2 separate regions of the Zea mays genome follow, and region 2 is linked to region 1. Evidence: chromatin contacts called from public Hi-C data. All regions are on one chromosome and are shown on one strand. The core of a region is the stretch at or near the end of the contact, and the rest is flanking DNA. Distances in the headings are between cores, read along the strand shown. Region 1 holds the start of LOC100279122. Region 2 holds the start of LOC100193370.

Region 1 (7,135 bases), core at 2,864-5,363:
GTAGGAAAGTCTCCATCAAACTTTGATATATTATGTGTGTTATATCTTCAGCTTCAAATAATCCTGCACACACTTAGGGGGAGCCTTTCTTACATACCGAGTTTTTATTGGGATTTATCTATCTCTCGGACAGAATTTCAAATCAAGATAAGTCCTATGAAACTCATCTCCAAAATCTATCTTATACCTTAGGTATGAGAGAGATTTGGAAAAACTAAACTTTTCTTTAATATATTATGTAGTGTTGTCATCAATTACCAAAAAGGGGGAGATTGTGAATCATCTAGGCCCCTTTGGTGATGTTTTGGTAATTAATGACAACTGCTTGTGGACTAACGATTCTTGGATAAATAAGAATGCAGGGTTGGACCACATAGAACAGGAAATGTTGGAGAATCATAAGCATTGGTTGTGGATCAGATAAAAGCAAAGGTATAATATAGGTTTCGTTTTTGCCGGTCTTAAGGAGTTTAGAGAAGATACCTGATCGGATTAGTAGGCTAGATAGCCGTACTATTAAGAGGGGTCAATGACTTTGATCTGTGTAAAGCTTAGTGCCTCATAGAGCATCAAGTAGTTGCATTTGCATGAGGACTAACAACGCTTCAAATTTCTTGAGTTAAAAGTTCTTTCAAAAGCAAGTTTGAAAAATTGCAAAGTCTTGGATGCGCGAACCGTCCGGGCCTTAAGGGCGGACCGTCCGCGATCCACCAGAGGGGTCCGAAGTCTGACCACTTCGGAAGCCACTTTGTTCTATTGCACTGCGGACCGTCCGGGCCTTAGGGCCGGACCGTCCGCAGTCATGACCAGAGAAGGCTGGTTTCGGGCCAGTCCCTGAATTATAGCGCGGACCGTCCGGCTGTGTTGGGCGGACCGTCCGCAAGTGTCAAACATGTTTTGGACAGGGACTATGTGATTTTGTAGATTTGTACTACGGACTGTCCGGGGGACTAGTCCGGACAGTACTGTCTCAGGTCGCGGACCGTCCGGCCTTATAAGCGGACGGTCCGCCCGTGTTATGGTTCGTGTACCTCAAGCTTCCAGGTCGCGGACGGTCCGGCCTTGGAGGGCGGACTGTTCGGATCCACCTTTTCTGACAGCTCTGACAGTTTTCAAACGAGAATTATAGCCGTTATATGTACGGCGGACCGTCCGGCCCTAGGGCGCGGACCGTCCGCGTGTGCGCAGAACTGGTGCTTTTTGCACATAACGGTTGGATTTTGATGGGGGTCTATAAATAGAAGGGTAGCTCGTGTGAGAGAGCTCTCTTGGCCATTCCTTGCACACATTGAGCTTATTTGTGATCCTCCAACTCACTCTCTCACACTCTTTGCTTGAGATTGCATTCTAGTGAGAGATTGAGAGTTCCTAGTGCATTTGCATCATTCGGTGATTCTTGAGGCACTAGGTGGTACACCGAGCAAGCGTCATTGGCTTATTACTCTTGGAGGTTGCCGCCTCCTAGACGGCTCGGGTGATTGTCTCCGTCGAGCTCTCCAAGAAGATTGTGGAGAAGCCGCGGTGTTGATTGTGAGGGGTTCGCGCCTACCTCGCCGAGCGGCAAAGGTGACATTAGTGGAATCGAGGTATTGAGTGATTTCTTGTCCACTTGGCTCAAAGATCAAGTCGTGCCTTGATAGAGGAGCAAGTGAGAGCTTGAAGTCCACCTCAACGTGGATTAGGGGTGATCGGCAAATCACCGATACCACGTGATAAATTTCGGTGTCTCTACCTTCTTGCATTACTTATTGCCTTGCAAGTGATTAGTGTTTTGCATATTGTTCCTCAAGTATTCAATCAACGTAGTTGTTTCTCATACATTATTTACTTGTTGTCACTAGAGAATTATTACTCTTGTTATATTGATTAAATTTACCTAGTGTTTTTTATTTTAGTCAAAACCGCCTATTCACCCCCCTCTAGCCGGTGTCCTAGATCCTACAGGAGGGGCCGCGGCGGGGAGGGGCTCACGCGGGGGGAGGGGCGCGACGGGGGTGGGGCTCGCCAGGGAGGGGCGCCGGGGAGGGGCCGCGGCGAGGAGGGGCTCGCGCGGCGGAGGGGCGCGACGGGGGCGGGGCTCGCTGGGGAGGGGGGCGCCGGGGAGGGGGACGCGGCGGGGCAGGGGAGGGCGCACGGCACGGGCAGGGGAGGGCGCGCGGGCAGGGGGAGGGCGCGCGGCCAGGGGAGTAAGAAAGGGAGGGGGAGGGAGAGAGAGGGAAGGAGAGGGAAGGGGAAGCTCACCTCGGGGATCCAAACTCCGGCGATCACCGTCTCCAAACCCTAGGGCACCACAGGGAGAGAGAGGGAGAGGTGGGAGAGGGAGAGGGAGGTTACTGCGTGGGAGAAATCAAATGAGAGAAAGAGACCAAGGGAGGGGGGCACGCGCATGGGGGCAGGGGCGCCAGGGGCGCGCGGGCCGGACTGGGCCGGGCTGGGTCACATCGCGGATCAAAGTCCACGACACACACAACCACCAATCGGAATCCGGTCGCGAACCAAAATCTGAAACGGGACGAGACGAACACACGACTAACCACGACATCGGACAAAGAAATATGCTTCAGCATGATGCAACACCCATGACATTTAGGTTTTGTTTACACATGACATAGACACCGTCACTATATTGCTTTGAAATTAGGAAGAAGGAGCGAAACGAGAAAAGGAAAGAGAGTAACGTCTGAATTTGGTGAGTAAGTAGAAGAAAAAATTCTACCCACCAAATTCAGGGCGTTACAATGACCACCCTAAAAAACAGTACAACCATGAGGGTGGTATGAGACGCCCTTAACTAATTAATTAGAGGAACTGAGGTGTAGTTTACTTCGCCGTCGTGCCGTCAATGGGGCTTGGTGTATGTGGCTCGCTCCATCGAGGGTGGTTTGCCCCTTGGGGAGGAGTGCGGTATATTTAGAAAACCTAACGGCCGGCTACAACCTCAGGGAATCTTTGTAAAGGCTTCGTAGTGAATCACTGGCCATTCACCTCGGGAGTGAACAAGGATCTTGCAAGCCCGGGCTAGAGAGGGAATCACGGCTCATGGATAAAGTGTGCAACCTCTACAGAGTGTTATGAAACTGATATATCAGCCGTGCTCACGGTTATGAGCGACCTTGAGAGCTCCTTTGATTAGAGATACTATGATTACAAATGATGATGATGATATTTATGGTTTCGATGGTTATGATTATAATTTCTGGTATTCTTTCCGTTTGGAAGGAGTAATTTTGTGCTAATAACTTGGGTTTAATGCTAAAACATGGCTCTCTACTAGTAATCATTACCTGACCAACTAAAAGCAACTGCTTTAATCCTAACCACACATAAAGCTAGTCCACCTCAGCCAAACGGGACAATTGCTGAGTATGTTGATGTGTACTCACCATTGCTTTACAACAACAACCCACAGGTTGCCCACATTGCAACCACTACTCAGGAGAAGATAAAGTCATGGTGGAGGATTTCAAGTAGTTCCAAGACTATGATATATGTTTAAGACTATGTGGATGTCTGTGAAGGTCGTGTATTGCTACGTTTCGTTTTCGCACTCTGATCTATGTTTAATACTATGTGGATGTCTTGGACATCATGATGTAATCAAATTAATACTTTTTTATGTTATTATTCGAGCACCGTGTGATGATGTCCAACTATTAAACTGTTGTGTACGTGAATTGCTAATCCTGACACATATATGGTTTGCATTCGGTTTGCCTTCTAAAACCGGGTGTGACACTTGGAACCACGGGCCTGGGTGAACTCCGGCTGCAGGTCGCGAGGAAGGAGTGGTTGCTCGCGAGAGTTCTCGGCGTTATGCCAGGTCGCATGCTCACGCTCCTGGGCAAGGAAGTTCCGACGGTTTGTTTGGGATTATAAACTGTCAAGATTATATAATCTAACTTATTTATAAGATTTAGTTCAAAATAAGTTAGAAGTAGATTATAATCTTGAACAAATATATCCTTAAGCTATCTTCAGCAGCTTACCTATTTCTAAATTTCAAACTTTAATTTGTAAATAATGCACTATATACGGTGTAGAACATATTAGGTAACCACAATGAATTGCTAGACACATTGTTAAACCCTCCGCCCTCCCTCCATTGTGTCTCCTTTCCCAGAAAAACCCTCGTTCAGCTGCTACACTCACCGCGGTCTCTCTCTGTCCATTTCCCGCCTCCTCGCCGCAACTAGGGTTTCTTAAGCCCTCACCGCCCATGGCGAGCGGCAGGGCGGCTACATCCAGTTCCATCCTCGTCAACGCCGCCGGCACCAGCAAGACCCTGTCCGCATCGCTATGGTGGGACTCCTTCGTCGTCCTCTCCGACGACCTCGACCGAGCCACTGCTGGCCCCTCTGTCCCGGATGCCCTCGTAAGTGCAGTTAATCCCTAGTCCGCCTGCCGCGTTCGCAGAATCATCAGTCGTAACAGTTGGCTTCCTTTGCTGCAGGCTAAGCGGATCAAAAGCCACCACGCGTGGCTCCGAGGGTCGGTCTCTATGTTCGGGAAGCCGAACGACGCGTCCAGGAGCGCACTGGAAGTTGGCGAGGTTGCCGTCGGGGAGCGTCGCCTCACTGTCAAGCCAGAGCTCAAGGAGGCCGCGCTTCGTGCAAGCAAATGCCTGGTAATTTTGCTTCCCCTGTCTCACGTATTGGATGTACATAATAATTAGTAGATTCTGGGTATAGATATCTGTTTCTTTGAGTTCCTGAAGTCCCATATGTTTAGCTTAAATTTGTATTTGGTAGCTAAACTGTGTAGGCCCGTAAGTCGACTAGTGTAGGGGCTTGAGATTCCGTAGAATTGCTTGAATGCTGAGTAGTGACCAAGGTTTTCCCCCCTTTTGTTTCGATCTTGGAATTTTAGTATTATAGATCTCTCAAATATGCCATACAATTTCTTTGAGGGATACCCGTTGATGCTTACTGGTTTGCCAGAGTAATTGACATAACTTAGATTGATTTTTTACTTTGAGTCAGAAGCGCAGAACGCTTTGAAATCTCAAATATTGGCCTGCAGATATTTGTAGTTATAATCATTTATCAGATGACATCATTAATTTAAAATGGTCTTAGCAAAATTTTTCAGCGCTGAAGTTAGCCATGTTTAACATCAATATTGGAAAAGGGCCACCAAGGCACCAGTATATGATTTCCACTAGAATGAGAAGTATTAACGCCACTCTCGGTAGAAATGAAATTTCCCAGGATTTCCATTAGTTCATTACCATGACTTTTTCCTGGATGCCCCCCCTCTAAATTCTTGCAGGAAATCTTAGTGCCAACCAGGAAGGCCTTTTGGCCATCCAATATTCCAATTTGACATAGATGTCTCATTTTTCATTAGCACTGACTACTGATTGACATAGTAAGTATTATGGCAATTGGAGCCATTAGGATAAGGAAATAATAAGTTAGATTGATTTGGTTACTTAGGATAAGGGAAGAGATAAATTAGATCGATTTTGGTTAGTTAGGATAAGGGTCGCTTGCTTAGGGGTCAAGTAAGTCTCTCTATATAAGGAGAGGAGACCTATCAATCTAGTCAGGCAAGAATTAAGAAGGAAAACCCATAGTTATTAAGGCGTCCTCAAGGCGACGCTTAAGCGTCGCCTAGGCGGTAAAGCGCTTGGCCGAGACAAGGCGTCCGCCTCGCCTTACCCCAGCGCCTAAGGCGAGCGGAATGCGAGTGGGAGAGAGGGCTCTGCCCGTTGGCACCCGCGTTAGGGAGGGAAAGGTGGTCGTGAGGGGGCGCCTGAGTGGCCGCGCCGGTTGCTGGCAGCCGGTGGCCTGGAAGGCGCCTGGTGCCTGCCCAGAGTAGATCTAGCGACGAGATAGAGGGGGGGGGGAAGAGGAGAGGGGGCGAGCATGCACAGAGCAGTGCTGGCGGCGATGAGCTCAGTGCTGGGCTGTTGGCGGCGGGGGGGCGGGGGAAGAGCCTGGCAGCTAGGAATGGGAGGGAAGGGAAAGAAGTGGCTGGCAGGTGTGGGGTGGGTAACCTAATTTTGACGGGCTAAGTTGGCTGCTGGGCTGGTTTATGAGCTGCTTGGACTGACTTGACCCTATTTGCTAGTGTAATACATCTATGAGACTATATTTCTATATATTTTATTTCTATTATCTATTTTTATATATTATTAAGGCGTCGCCTCGCCTTATGCCTTATCGCTTAAAAGTTAAAAAGGGGGTTGGTCGCCTTAATTCGCCTTGCCGCCTTAATAACTATGGCCTATGGGAAACCCTTCCCTCTTGCTCGGCCCGTCGGCCGTGGGCAAGCCACCGCCAACATGTACATAACAGCATGAAAGATCCTTTTGTTATTCAACCTTTGCCCTGCCATCCACTTAAGGATATGGCTATTATTCTGCCTCAACATGCAGTGCACAGACATTATTGTTTGTCTTCTCTTAATTTAATCTTGGTTACTGTCATATATATAGTCAGCCTAAAGATTCTCTCAAATTGTTTACTATCATTTGTTTGACAGTACAAAATATTTGTGACAATATGATATATTTGTAACATTTGGTGTACACATTTTTTCCTGAGTGTTTGTCCAATAAAGCTTTGAGAAGTTGAATAGTATTAGCATGATCATTATTTCGATAAATCCCATATTTTCTGCTATTTGATGCAAAATTTGGCTTTTTTTGTGGACCATCCATATACTATCTTAGTATTTTGCTTTTCAAACAAAAAGTTCTGCTGTGTTGCTAATTTTGTATTCTCTCCAGAACCTGGATGAAGTGCAATCATACATTCTGGTCAAGAGATCTTCAGAAGTCTCTCCAACAATCCGTGATGCTGATGCTGAGGAGTTTCTTCATCTGGTATAATTCTGAAAAGATGTTGATTGTAGAAACTGCAATGTCAATGCTGTAGTGTAGTTGTCATTTGATTCTATGCAATTGCACTCTATCCTTCCATGTTGTTTTAAGAAAATTGCAATAAAAAGAAAAGACATACTTCAGGCACAATTTTGTGTGTTTACTTTAGAGCAAGTATAATAAGGTGACGTAGGCGGCTGCAAGAGATGGCTTGTCAGATTTTTGGTGACGTGGAAGAAAGAGAAATGTATTGAGAAAGAAAGCGGACTGCTCACTAGTAGGTAGCTGAAAGTAGGCTGCTCACAGACT
Region 2 (7,135 bases), core at 1,768-4,267, 440 kb before region 1:
AAGCAGTAGCTTTCTATTGACGAGCGCAGCGGACAGTCCGGTGCACACCGGACATGCACTGTTCACTGCACGGTGCCCTGCCATGTCAGCCGACCGTTGGGGTCTGTAGCAGTCGACCGTTGGATCTGACCATTGTCTAGATTGTCCGGTGCACACCAGATAGTCCGGTGTTATAGCCCGAGAGCGCCTGGTTATGGGCCCCTCTGCGCAGACTATGCAGTGTCCCACCGGACAGTCCTGTGCACACTGGATAGGTTACTATTCATTGTTCGGTGCGCCACGAGTGCACTGGCTGACTGCCCACTTCATGGATTTCTTCGCTGTTTCCTTGGGCTTCTTTTGTTCTTGAGTTTTGGACTTATATGCTTCTTTTATGTCTTCTTTTGAGGTGTTGCATCCTCAATTTCTTAGTCCAATCCTCTTCTCATCCAGTGAACTACCAATGCAAATACTAGCAAACACATTAGTCCATAGGTTATATCGATCATCAAACACCAAAATTCTTTGGCCAAATGACCCGAGGTCCATTTTCCTTACAGTCGCCCTTGTCACTACCGCCGCTGACCTTGTCGCCCTTTTTGCCCTCATACCCATCCTCCTCCATGGAGTCCACCTTCTCCTTGGAGTCATCCGGGCCATCGAGCCTTGCTCGCTTGATGGCCCGGATGTAGGCTCTCTCCAATGCAGAAAGCCCCATGGAGTCATCCGTACAGACGGATGACGACAAGGGGGGAATCGGCGGCGTGGTCCTCTCATCCTCGGAGGAGGATTTCTCCTCTGAGTACTCAAAGTCAGTGAAGTCCTCCAATAGCGAAGTCGGAGGATACTTCCTCTTGTCATTTTTGCCTCCCTTGCCTCTCTTCTTGCCCTTGCCATCCATGCTTCTCGTCATTAGGGATTTCTGGTGGAGAAAAGGACTATGGAGAAAAGGAGAGCCAAGACGAGTGAAGAAATGCACAGCAGACGGTTGGCTTAGTTAAAGAAGTAGAAGGATGCCCTTTCGTCTTATATCCGTACAACGAACAATCACAAGCCATCAAGAGTCGTTTAAAATTCCAAGAAACGACACGCTTCTGGCAAAACATGGCATAACACGGCATCGGAGGTCAGTAAATGAACTGCTCACACGCATCATTACATCATGTCACTTCAATAAACTGTTATGCGAATAAGACACCATACACACCCATTGGGTGCTAGGTCTGGGCTTTCTGGAAAACTCTAATCCAAGAAATACTAGCAACATAATTGTGCCTCACTAAATGAAAAACATAAGCTTGACAGGAGTTGGTTGGTCAAACCTGAGTCAACTGAGCCTCTATCGGTTGAACTCAGTCGACAACTTTAGCAGACTTTGGCCAAACACGTCCTAGCCGAATAGGTCTTAGTCGGCTAAAGTTTCATTCGACCGAACTTCCATAAAGCCAAATTCAGTTGGCTAAATACCACTTAGCCAGGAACTCGATCTACTTAAGAATCAAACCAATAATATGTTCCTCTGAAGTAAAGAGATCTCTAAGACCTCCAAGTCGATTGTTGTTCAAATCAACTCGAAGCTCGAGGGCTACACCCATTGGGTGCACCTACGGTGCACCCAATAGACCAAAGCATGGGAAAAATAAGTTGCGTTCAAGAAAGAAAATTAGGTGACAGAGTTCATTCTTAGAGTTTTGAGCCAATTGCCCTAAAAAATGGCTTCAACCTCGAGGCTTGTGGGAGATACATATCCCATGGGTCAATAAGGTGCAGATGCACTCCATGGACTGCCAAAGAGACCCCCAATAAGTCGTCTAGTAGGGCACATAGTGGGCCTCAAAGGCATGATAAGACATGTCCTGTGTGCGGCAAGCGTACCAACCATGCGAATGTCACGCGAAGGAATCGCCTGAAATCATAAGACATGTCCTATGTGCAGCAAAACGCCAGATTATTCAGAAGACGCATCTTGTAATCTTGAACTTAGATCAATGCAATACTCAGCACAGGACGAAGGTAAGCATTCACGTGGCCCGAACCTGTATAAACTCCCTGTATTCCGATGTGCCACCGCACGTACCATTGAGCAGTGATCGACGTCGCCGTCCTACCAAAAGCATTACGTGGGCCCGTAGTGCGCATTTGGGAGCAAACACCGACAGCGATGAAGTTACTAACCTTTAGAGCCTAGAATGAATGGAGAAATAGACTCTTCACAAATAGTTCGAGAGCAAGAGCAAAGCAAGAGAATAGGGAGCTTCAAAAATTGTTCTGAATGACTCGAGTTAGGGGGTGATGGAAGGTGTATATATATGCAGACATTTAATTAGTACTAGTTAATAGCTTGGTTCAAAACTAAAGGTCACTCTAATACCGATTGAAACCACCAACTAGGATTAAGGGACACATAGCATTTATTTTCGATTGGTGGCCATATGTAACTAGGATTGAAGAGTGACCTTTAGTATTGTTTGGAGCCATCAACCATGACTAGATGCTCCTGTGTTGAATCTAAGAGGATTAGTCTCACGTCCAACTCTAACTAATCCTACCTCCGTTTTCGAATATTTAATGACCGCCAGCTTATTTTTAAACTAAAACATGACAAATAGAAAAACAGAGAAAGTATCAAATTGCTAAATTTAAAAACTGCTTATCGATTCTCTAATACAGAAAATACATGAGTGATGAGCATAACTAGTGAGAGTGCATGGGAGAACTTATGAAGCAACACAATGACAAGGACAGATGGAACGAATCATGATCTTCCTACTCATGAAGCAAATCGAGCAAAGTAAAAACAAAAAGGAAATGTCCATTCATTCGGGCTGCAAGATCGGCATCTTTCCACCTCGTCTGTCAAGCATCAAGTTCAACTTTTCGTACCAGACCAAAGCGTGCTTGCCTGGCAAGCCGCGCCGCTTTATTCCATCACACCCGACCAAGCAAAGGCCACTAAAGCCTAGCAGTGTCTCCTCCTAGCCGTCTGTAGATTTATATAAACGCTCTGCTTTGACACGATACAACCCCTCAAAGCCAGCGTAGATAAACGTCGACCATTATGGGACCTTACAGCACCGCCGTCGCCGTAAGCGCATCGCCGGTCCTGCAGGCTTCCTCACTCTTGACGCGAGCCCGTGGTTCTTGGAGGCCCACGGTGGCGGCGTTGCGGCTTTCTGCTTCCGTGAAATGCCGTCGGCGGGCACTCACCGTGACCTGTGCGCTCCCGGAGAAAGAACGGCCGGCGGCATTCAACATCCCGCCCACTGGTGAGTACATGCACTTCCATTTCACTTAGCATCATTATGCAACAATATAATAATGCGTGCTAAGCAGCTTACGCACAAGAGCATGCATGCGTTTCAGCTCTGCTGTGCCCCGTGCCCCCGCCGGACGGCAAGGAACGGTGGGACATCAAGGAGGAAGATGACCGCGTCACGCTGTGGCTCCAGGTGCCAGGGCTGTCGGCGAGCGACATCGAGGTGACCACCAGCGAGGACGTCCTCGAGATCAAACGCAGGGTCGTCGCCCCACAGCAGCCGGCGCCCGTGGACGCGCACGGCGTCGGCGCGTTCCACATCCGGCTGCTGTTGACCAAGGAGTACGACGGCAGCAACGTCACGGCCGATCTCAAGGCCGGCATGCTGGAGGTCACCGTCCACAAGAACCCGCAACGCCCCGGCGAACGCGCCGTGATGATGGGGGCGACCAAGCCCCCGCCCGAGCCCCGTCAAAACGAGGAGAGCAGTACCAACCAAAGGTCCTCGACCGCAAGAAAGGAAACCGGAACCCCCATGGGGAGACAAAATCCAAATGGAGTCTAGCTGGTTGAGGGCTCGGACCCTGCTTTGAATAAGCTTCTCATTTCTAGCTGCGGATGGACTCAAACCAGCAATCGCCTTCTGTTATATCAATTGCCTGGAGAGAGCTTACGCTGCTTGTAGTATCATGTGTGTTTCCTTAAAAAAACCCTTCTTTGTTTCTTTATTTATTATGAGGGTTTTTTTTTGGTGTGCGGTCACACAGAGTGAAAACAATTCCATTTTCTAAGCAAAATTCCAATGGTCGTCTTCCCTGTACTGCAAAATACACCTTAGACTTTGTTTAGGTATTGTAATATTAACTCTAATCCACGTGTGTTGAAGTGGATTGATATATAAATTAGTTTAAGTTATACTCCAATTCACCTCAATACATGTGGGTTGAGCTTAATACTAGAGTACCTAAACTAGGTCTTAATGGACTTATAAAAGTTGTCATGCCAAAGATTTAGCAAGAAAAAGTTGCTAAAACTAGCTAGTACAAAAAAATTACCATATACTTAGGGCTTGTTTGTTTCAGCTTATAGATTATATAATCTAGATTATAATCTAAATTATACAATACAGATTATAATCTACATGTATCTGTTTGGTAGTCTATATTATACAAATGTAGATTATTTACAAAGACAATAGTACCCTTATTTGTTTATTTGAGGTGAGAAAAAGGGATGACATATATTGTAATTTTATTTACATAACCATGAATAGTGGGTCTTGCCAAAAATAATCTCAAATAAGCTACTTTTGAGTAGATTATGAGATTATCATAATCTAGGATTTAGATTATATAATCTAAAATCATAATATAGATATTTGTTTACTTGTTGTATTATTTGCGCTGAATTATATAATTTGGAGAGATTATAACCCGAGAACAGTGCCCACCAGCGAGCGTATGCGATGAATGAGCGGCAGCCCACAAGAGCCCGGCCCATGAGGAGCACACGGCAGCCCAGGAGTGCGCAACGAGCGCCGTACATCCACGAGATTACGCGGAGCACAATTTTCGAATTCCGATGTCTCACGTTCGAGGTAGGTTGAGTTTTCTCTTCTTTCTTTTTTTTCTAATTTCCCTGTTTTATTTTATTGAGTTGTTTTATTCATATTTCAACATTTTAAAATTTAAATTAATCATTTATTTTCTGTATTATTATTTGTCCCACATTTTTTATTAGTTGTTCCAGACTATAGAGCACGCCTTTGCAGGTAGTTGAATCTTATCATGTGCCAGTTGGATCTAGATCAGGTTTGGATCTGATAGAGTAAATATCCGTCTGCGATCATATCCTCAGAGATTACTCATGCTCGCCCACAGTTATACCCGTGGGTAAATTTTGTACTCGTGTCCATATCCGTCGGGTATCAGATACCCATTACTACTCTACAAAGCGGGACGCAAATGCGCGCAGGCATTCGTCCACGTCGGCAAAAAAATATCGTACACAAGCTGTTCCATCAACGGACGAAGTTGCCTCTCAGTTTGCCCAAGCCGCCTCTACACACTCTTCCAGAAAATACCGGAATGACGAGGAATATGATCCACACCACCAGGAACCTCACTCCCCTTCCCCAAACTTCGTTGCGCCGCTAGGATAGCCTGTGGCCCCCTTTCTCTCCTTAGACGTCATCGCGACGTCTGCGCAGCCACAGCTATGAGCACCCCCTCCCTCTCCCTCCCCTATGATGGTGGCGCGATCGTCTGGTCACGACATCGGTTCTTCACACCCAGTTGTACATCGCCGCGCCGGGAACCCCATCCCATCAAAAGCCTTTTCTCGCCTTTCTATACGTCGCCAGAAACCCCATCCTTTTCCTCAACGTTCGCGCGTCAGCGCGGCCGTCCGGCCACGAAGCTGCTTCTTCTTGCAGAGCTACATGTCGCCAAGAGGCTCAACCCCTCAAATGTATTTTCTTGCCGAGTTGCACGCCGCCAGGATCTCCACCCCTTCTCTCTTCCCCTGGGCCTTCTCACGTCCCACGACACTACCGGACATGAGCAGGGCCTTGCAGGCAGCACTCGACACTAGGACCTGGCCCACGGCCGTGGCGACCTTCTCCTAGACCATGGTGGCGCGGACGTCGCCGCCGTGGGGAGCTGCGCCATCGCCAAGAGGCTGGTGTGTCCGTGCCTCGTCTGCCTGTCAGCATGCTCCGCTCCTCCCTGCACCTTGGTTTTCCTTTCTTCTGGATTCTATAGGCCAATCTCACGGATGTGGAGGGCAAGAAGCATAGAGGTGTCTACGGGGAGCTCACTGATTCCAACCAGAAGCTGCAGTATCTCTCCACGCGGTCTGACTTGCTGACGTTTGCTAGAATGATAGGATATCTATGCCGAAAGGTATTGTGGTGTCCAACTCAGCAATGCAAGCGCTCGAGCATTGGTGCTGCACACAACTTCTTAGTTCCTCTCCTTCCAAGAGTGTGGTAAGGTGCTATGTCTGTCTCTGAAACTGCAATGCCGACTACCAATCGGAGAATGTATGTACAGAAACATTATTATGTGCAACCTTTGGAAGAGGGGGGCATTCCAGCTATATATGCACCCAAACGTCTGTCCATAGAGAGTTATGCAGTACTATCTTATCTTTCATCCTTCATCATGTATAACCATGCATATCTCTTTCTACAGGATTTTTTGCGCCAGGATAACACAGGAAAGTTACTATGACAAGTATTTGGCATCAAAGATACACGGTTAAAAGGATTGAGAGCATTATACGCTCAGAAGATATAGGATGTATATATCTGATAATGGTTTTTTGTGATTCCTAGAATTTCAAGACGCTTGCTATCTGAAAAACTACAAAATGGAAAAACGAGATATGATGACAGGCTGACAGCCTTTGTCGAAAGGCTTAATATTTTCCCACGAAGAATGAAGGATTGACTAATACTTCACTATATGCAGGTAACATTGTTGACTGGCTGATTCTCTCACCTTTTTAGAATCTGTAACGGCTTGTTCGTTTTGGTGATAATCCACATGTATTGGGTAGGATTGAGCCGGTTTAAGTCCATAACAAGTCAAAATCCATCCCAATCTCACCCAATACACTCCAATGCACATGTAATATCAATAACCAAACAAGGCCTAATGTGGATATTGATCTTCCATCGGAGCCAAAAAAATATAAATGTGTAGGGACAGACCATAAAGTTGTTTTGAACTTTGGCGTATTCAGTTTGTGTCATCAAATTTATTACTTAATCTATGTTCTAATAATGTTTTTGGAGGAAACCTCTTCTCGCATTTTTTTTATTATACTATCATACGCATCAAGTAGCATATCACTTATTCCTAAACTTGCCGCTAGCTGTCAATTATATTATTGCAA

What was found. Hi-C and Micro-C count contacts between places; a contact is called where the count stands out from the background.
Region 2: a Hi-C map of tassel shows a contact between it and region 1, with 2.9 times the contacts expected there. The contact joins the promoter of LOC100193370 here to the promoter of LOC100279122 in region 1. A contact is called at or near these places in 2 of 25 Hi-C or Micro-C datasets (ear and tassel).

The regions. Positions count from the first base shown.
Region 1 is chr1:123,472,463-123,479,597 of Zm-B73-REFERENCE-NAM-5.0, reverse strand. LOC100279122 reads left to right here and starts at 4,113. Exons shown (of 33, transcript NM_001350807.1): 1 at 4,113-4,372; 2 at 4,451-4,624; 3 at 6,734-6,829. The coding sequence starts at 4,217.
Region 2 is chr1:123,909,375-123,916,509 of Zm-B73-REFERENCE-NAM-5.0, reverse strand. It overlaps LOC100193370, which reads left to right and starts at 3,017. Exons shown (of 2, transcript NM_001138500.1): 1 at 3,017-3,245; 2 at 3,343-4,149. The coding sequence starts at 3,038. The coding sequence ends at 3,800.